2 separate regions of the Macaca mulatta genome follow, and region 1 is linked to region 2. Evidence: chromatin contacts called from public Hi-C data. All regions are on one chromosome and are shown on one strand. Each heading gives the region's core, a stretch centred on a gene start, on an enhancer-like site or on the middle of the called end of the contact. The rest is flanking DNA. Distances are from core to core; before and after follow the strand shown. Region 1 holds the start of GNAI3 (G protein subunit alpha i3). Region 2 holds the start of GNAT2 (G protein subunit alpha transducin 2).

The links. A called contact is a pair of places that touch in the nucleus more often than the background predicts.
Region 1: a Hi-C map of fetal cortex germinal zone shows a contact between it and region 2, with 2.0 times the contacts expected there. The contact joins the promoter of GNAI3 here to the promoter of GNAT2 in region 2. A contact is called at or near these places in 8 of 14 Hi-C or Micro-C datasets (CD4 T cells, blood, cortical neurons and 4 more).

The regions. Positions count from the first base shown.
Region 1 is chr1:130,656,327-130,659,437 of T2T-MMU8v2.0, reverse strand. GNAI3 (G protein subunit alpha i3) reads left to right here and starts at 1,502. Exons shown (of 9, transcript NM_001265973.1): 1 at 1,502-1,772. The coding sequence starts at 1,655. It overlaps GPR61 (G protein-coupled receptor 61), which reads left to right. Exons shown (of 3, transcript XM_028830637.2): 3 at 1-191.
Region 2 is chr1:130,583,620-130,586,755 of T2T-MMU8v2.0, reverse strand. GNAT2 (G protein subunit alpha transducin 2) reads right to left here and starts at 1,464. Exons shown (of 9, transcript XM_015147829.3): 1 at 1,152-1,464. It overlaps AMPD2 (adenosine monophosphate deaminase 2), which reads left to right and starts at 1,506. Exons shown (of 19, transcript XM_077951953.1): 1 at 1,506-1,952; 2 at 2,435-2,941. The coding sequence starts at 2,689.

The sequences.
Region 1 (3,111 bases), core at 253-2,752, 73 kb before region 2:
GAGAGATCTACTTACTCACTGTGTGAAGTTGGGAAAGCTGCTTAATTTCTCTGAGCCTACTTCCTCACCTGTAAAAATGGGGATCTTTATTACCTACCTCACAGGGTTGTTGTGAGGATTAAGAGATGGGATGTGGAAGCACCTAGCCATATCTGGCAAATAGGTACTCAATAAATATTGGTTTTACTTCCCTTTCCTCTTGCCCTTTTTCCCCAAAAGTATTGATAATGGAAAAGCGGTCCCTTTCATTCTAACAGTCATTTGGGAATGACTGGGGGACTATTCAAACCTTGAAGAATTGGCATTGCTAAGAGTTATGGTGGACGAGGCTTTTTAAAGTGGCTCTAATCCTCTAATTAAATCCTTCTAATTAATGAATCATCACTATATAGCCCTCTCTGTTGGGACCTTACATTCTCAAGTTCAGATTCTATTAGAGAAAGAAAGTAATTTACAATCACAGGGAAAGGTTTTAGGGACTGAGTTCCCTTCCCTAGAATGTATAGTAATTATGGGCTTATTTGCCTGAAAAGTTCATTTACGACTACCTTCACGCAGTATCCAGGGTTATTAGTGAAAGATGCTATCGGCCTGGGGCTTTCACAGTGGACTTAAGTTTCAGGTGAGAATAGGGCTGAGAGGCAAATTTTACTAGAATTTCTCCTTTTGTATGTAATCGCAACAGGAAATTTTAATAGGAGATTCACAGGATGCATTGGTTTGTTTCAGGGTGTGGAACTGAAGTTGACTTATCTTGGTTTTAGTTCTAAGACCCTAAGGTAGGAAGATATGAATTATACTGGAGAGAAGGGCAGCATGGAAATTTTATGGAGGAACTACAGGCTTAACTTTAAGGTCATCGAGTATCTGCTAGTGATTTCATGTGGCCTTTTGCCAACATAGGAGTTAAGCAAATCTCAAGCCCACAAAAAAACGTGAAAGGTATAAGGACCAGGGGACATTTTGAGAGGAGTCAGTGGGCCAGAGAGGGCAAAAAGATATTGCTAAGGTCCTGAACACAGTCGGTGTTACGGTCTCAGATGTGAGACGTGAACGGCGCCCAGGCCGGGCAGCTTGTTCCCATTCCATTGATCCGATACAACCCCAACAGAGGCAGTGTCCCAAACTTGGGTAGGGGCCCCGAGTCTCCAGAGCAAGAGATCAAAGGAGTTTTCTAACAGCAGAGAAATTATCAGCAGAAATTCCCGCGCGGGATGTAGGCTTTAATTTAGACATCTCCGCCCCAAAACTGGCATTTTGAACGCGGGAGGGCATTATTTGTTGGAGGCCCCGGTTTTTCTCCATTTATCCAAATCAGGTAGCCGAAAGGTAAATGAGGCTTCAAGTTGGACGGCGGGCAGTGAACTTAACAGAACCTCGAAACTATAGATCCGCCGCCCAACCTAGCCGCCAGGTCCCCGTGACTTCCGCTTTCGGTCTCAACTCCTCTCCCCGAGGAGAGTGGTTTAAACAGTGAAGGCTGCGGGGCGTCGCCGGAAGTGTCGTAAACGCCGGATATCCGGTTCTTCAGGGCGCTAAGGGAGCTGACGGAGAGGGCCGCCGCCCAGCAGTAGACGCTACCTTAACCTGCCGAGCCGCAGTTCCCGCGGTGTGTGAGTGAGCCCGGGCAGGTGTCCCCTCTTCCGCCGCCGCCATGGGCTGCACGTTGAGCGCCGAAGACAAGGCGGCAGTGGAGCGAAGCAAGATGATCGACCGCAACTTACGGGAGGACGGGGAAAAAGCGGCCAAAGAAGTGAAGCTGCTGCTACTCGGTGAGGGGCTGGAGGCGGGGACTGAGTGGTGGTCGGGAGAGCCTAGGCGCTTGGAAGGCCTGAACGGGGTCTAGTCGGGCCGACGAAAAGGACTCTAAAGGGATCTGGAGGGCGTGCCGGGTGTGGGGCGGGGTGTTGGGGTTCATAGCTGAGGCCCCAGAGGGCGTGATGAGGGGGGTGGGGTTTTGGGGTTGCGGGAATTAGGCTATAGAGGGTGTGACTCCGGACTGGAATTGCGTTTAGCAGAGAGACTTGGGAGTATGGGCAGGTAGGATATTGAGGGAGTAGGAATATGGGAAAAGCTCATAAAGGAAGAGTTGATACTCGGGAAGGTTTTACATTGGGTTGGAGCGTGTTGGTAATGGTTTGTGAGATTGGAGCGTCGTGGTTCTTTGGCAGGATAAAGCTAGGAGGCTTGAATGGATGGTATAGAGACTGGAACAGAATGGTCACATAAGGACGTTGACATTTGTTAATGAGAGAGCCTTTTGAACTGTTGGAGGAACCCTGGATTATCCAGGAACATGAAGGTAGGTAGACGAGATAAATGACAAATTATCAAGTATAAAGGAAAAGAGTTTGGGTGCAGAGGCCATCTCTACCTTTCCACCGCTTTCTATCATTTTTATTTTCAAGGTTTTATAACGCCTTCTGTTTTTATAAAAGGATCGGAAATGGTGTGAGCTAAAGAAATTTAAAGAATGATTTGTTTGAGGTTTGTAGCAGAAGATATAGTGAACAAGAGATTACACATTGGAGAGTGCTGAACAGTTGCTATAGATGATGTGCAGTTGGAATAGTTACCTTAGGATAAGTTACAGAGTTGGACATATTTACTGTAAAGACTGTGGTAGACTTCTGGTGGCTGTTGTATCCATTTTGGCCTCTTCAAAGCAAAACCATTGGTTTCAGGAATTACTGTTTATATTATCTGATAGTCGTTTTAAGTGGCTTTTTTTGTGCAGTCGGATGTGTTTTACTCAACATGAGTTTTAAAATTTTTGAGAGGCTCAGTAAATCATACAAAGAATCCTGGCATTAGCTTACTAATAAATCAAGCCACATTTCATTATTAGTATTTTCTAGGGTAGTATTTCCATTAGAGATGAATAAGTAGGAGTAGGGGTTTCTGTAAGCAATAGAAATTTACTTTTTAAAACAATTGATTTTTGAGGAAAAGGAGTCACTTTAGGGGAAGTGCTAAATTTTCGTGGTATAAAGCTCCAGAGAACAGAATGTACCATTGTAACCCAAGACTAATTTTGTACTCTAGGACATGCTAAGTGCCCCGGTAGTCTCTTCTTAACGTATTTGGTTGGTTGTAGATTGCAGAAGCTCT
Region 2 (3,136 bases), core at 215-2,714:
GAACAATTTTTAATGGCTGTATTTCATGGTATGAATCTTCCATAAACATTCCCCTACTGTTGGGCCTTTAAAGTGTCTAACTTTCCTATGCAATACACATTGTGGTGCTGAGCAACTTTTTGCATACATATTTTTCTGGCAGCTTTTTTAAGAAAAACTCCAGAAAATTGATTACTGGGTCAAATAATAAGAACCTTTTTGAAACTTTTGATTATATATTACCAGATGGCTTTCAGAGAGATTATATCAGTGTTCAAGGCCACCAGTAATGTGTGTGCACACGTACGTGTGTGTGTGTCTCCCATCTCACTAACTATACCCTTGCCACCTGCATTAGTGTTTGTTTTTTTGTTTTTTAGTCTTTGCTATTTTGATAGGTAAACCTGGTTATCTCTGTTCTCTTTTTAGTTCTATGGATTCTGTGTGAGGTGAAGAGGCCAAGTTTTTTTAAGTTTGTTCAGGGAACAGTAGACAGGGATCAATGGAAGTGGCACCAGATGCAGGTGGAGCACAGGGTTCAAAGTCCAGAATCCAGCGTGGGGAGAGAAGAGGCAGGCAGAGTTTGGGAAGGAACTCTGCTGTGGGGGTGGTGAGAACTGGGAGGAGCCAGACAAACAGCATTAGAACAACTGGGTTTGGGGGGCAAAGGCCTCCCACAAGAGGGAAAATAGGGAAGAGATTAATTCCTGCTAATGCATTTAATTATATTCAGTGAAGTCTTAGGGACTTCCCTCCACAAGTTCCCTTTAGGTCGGATTTTCTACCCCTTGGCAGTGGGGATGCTTGTTGGATAGGATGTCTGCAGACCCCAGAACGGCTGTAAGTGAATCAACCTGTGAGTGTCAATAGAGAACCAAGGCCAAGGCTAAAGCAATGGTAATAATAAAAAAGTGCTAACTACAGGCCAGGCACAGTTCTAAGCAGTTAACTTACATTAACTCATTCATCTTAACCACCATATAAAGCAGGTACTCTTACACTCATTTTACGGAAGAAACAGAAGCACAGAGAAGTTAGGTAACTTGTCCAGTATCAGGAAGTAGGTGAAATCTGGATTTGAACGCAGACATTCTGGCTAGAGTTAAAGCTCTTAACCACCAAATACAGAAATGTGGGAAGGGGAGCCAGAATTGCAGGGCACAGCCTCCTACCTATGCCGGCCGGAAGAAAACAGACGACCAGGTGAGATTGCAGGGGCAGGACTTCTGCTTAAAATGAATCCTGGGACGATAACAACAGCTACCTTTCATTGGGCCCTGACTTCGTGCCAGGCACTAGGTAAAGGGACTTTACGTTTAATCTTCACAGTAACCCCTTTGAGTGAGGTACTGTCATTACCCCATCTTACGGATGAGGAAGCTGACGCACGAAACTGCCCCAAGATCAAGGGTCAGCTCAGGCCAGCCCTACCGCGGTGTGGCGGCTGCCCACGTGGCGCCCAGGAAGAGAAAAAAATGGCGAGGCGGGGTCGGCAGGCGGAGGCGGGGCCAGGCGGGGGCGGGGCCAAGGGCCGCAGAGCCTGGCGCGGAGCCGGCGAGATTTTCGTGGGGTCGCACCTGTTGCGTGACTCCCCCACAGTCCGGCCGCGGGAGTCCGACCCTGAATGCCCAGGGAGTGTTGCGAGAAACCTGGACGAGTTCCGGGTCCCGCTCCCTTGGGAGCACGTGGCCTACCCGTCTCTCGATTGCGATTGCGGGGTTGGGTGGTCGCGACACCGGGGTCGCCTTGAGGCCAGTCTGGCTGCCGAGATCTGCGGGAGTCCACCTCCGGCCAGCTGGCAATTTTGAAAGACTGCCTTACTTTCCCCATCTCAGTGCCAGGGCAGGGGCCCTTGGAGTGACTTGGCCGGAGTCTGGGGCCCGACCACCCTGCCCTCTCTCAGGACCCGGGCTTTCTGCTGTGCAGACCCTCGTGGGCAGCCTCCCCTCGGAACTCGGACACCATGGCTTCAGGTGAGTGTGTGTACGTGTGTTGGAGGGAGGGTCTCTGGGACAGAGAAGTGCTGTGGCCAGGGTGACAAGAGGGTGGGAGTCACAGCACAGCGGCAGGACGTAGGGAAGGCGGTCAGCTCTTCCTACGAGGGCCTGGGGAGCAGAGCCAGAGTGTGCAGAGCCAGAGGAAAAATCCGAAGAGGCTAGGGTCTCTGTCCCAGACCCCCAGACAAGGGGGTCTCCTGGCCTTCCTGCCTTCCTAGGAGGTAGCTATTTGGCGACGGTGGAATTTTCCCAAGACAGGCCCCTCCCTCCTGGGCTGGGATTCTCGGTTCTTCCCCCTCCTCCCAGAGCTGAGCTACCCCCGGAGCTGAGGGTCAGATGTGGAAGGAAAGTGGGTGCTGGGTTTTCACGGAGTATGCCAGCCCTGCCCCGGGAGGACTGTGTTTGAGCTTGGACTCACTCGCTGCTGAATTCCTATTTGTTATTCTTTTTTCTTCCAGACTAGCTGGAAGGACCAGCTAGCCTGGACTTTGGCTTCTTTGCCCTGGAGCCCTGGCATAATGGGGTGAGGGCTCTTGGTGGGTTAGTGGAGAGCTGGGGGCTGGCCCTTCCCCATCTTCTTTTCTACCCACTCCCTCCCCCGCCCCCCGCCAAGCCCAGCCACCATCAGTCACGTCACTCCTGGGACTGAGGAGGGAGGGGAGGGATAGGGGGCAGAGATGGAGGCCCCACTCCCCGAGGTTGCCTAGACAACATGAGAAATCGTGGCCGGGGCCTCTTCCGCCTGCGGAGCCGCTGCTTCCTGCATCAGTCACTCCCGCTGGGGGCGGGGCGGAGGAAGGGGTTGGATGTGGCAGAGCCAGGCCCCAGCCGGTGCCGCTCAGACTCCCCCGCTGTCGCCGCCGTGGTCCCAGCCATGGCATCCTATCCATCTGGCTCTGGCAAGCCCAAGGCCAAATATCCCTTTAAGAAGCGGGCCAGCCTGCAGGCCTCCACTGCAGCTCCAGGTGAGTGTGTGCTTCCTGGCCTCAGGATAGATGCTGGGCTCTGTCTTGCCACCTCTCGCCCAAGCTGCTGGTCCCCTCAGAGGAGGCCACCTCCTCTGGCATCCTCTCTGTGGTGGTGCCTCTTAACCTCAGTCCCAGGGACAGCCGGCTTGGAAGGTGGGGTGAGGGGTGGCCGGGGGTGGGGGTGGATCTGAG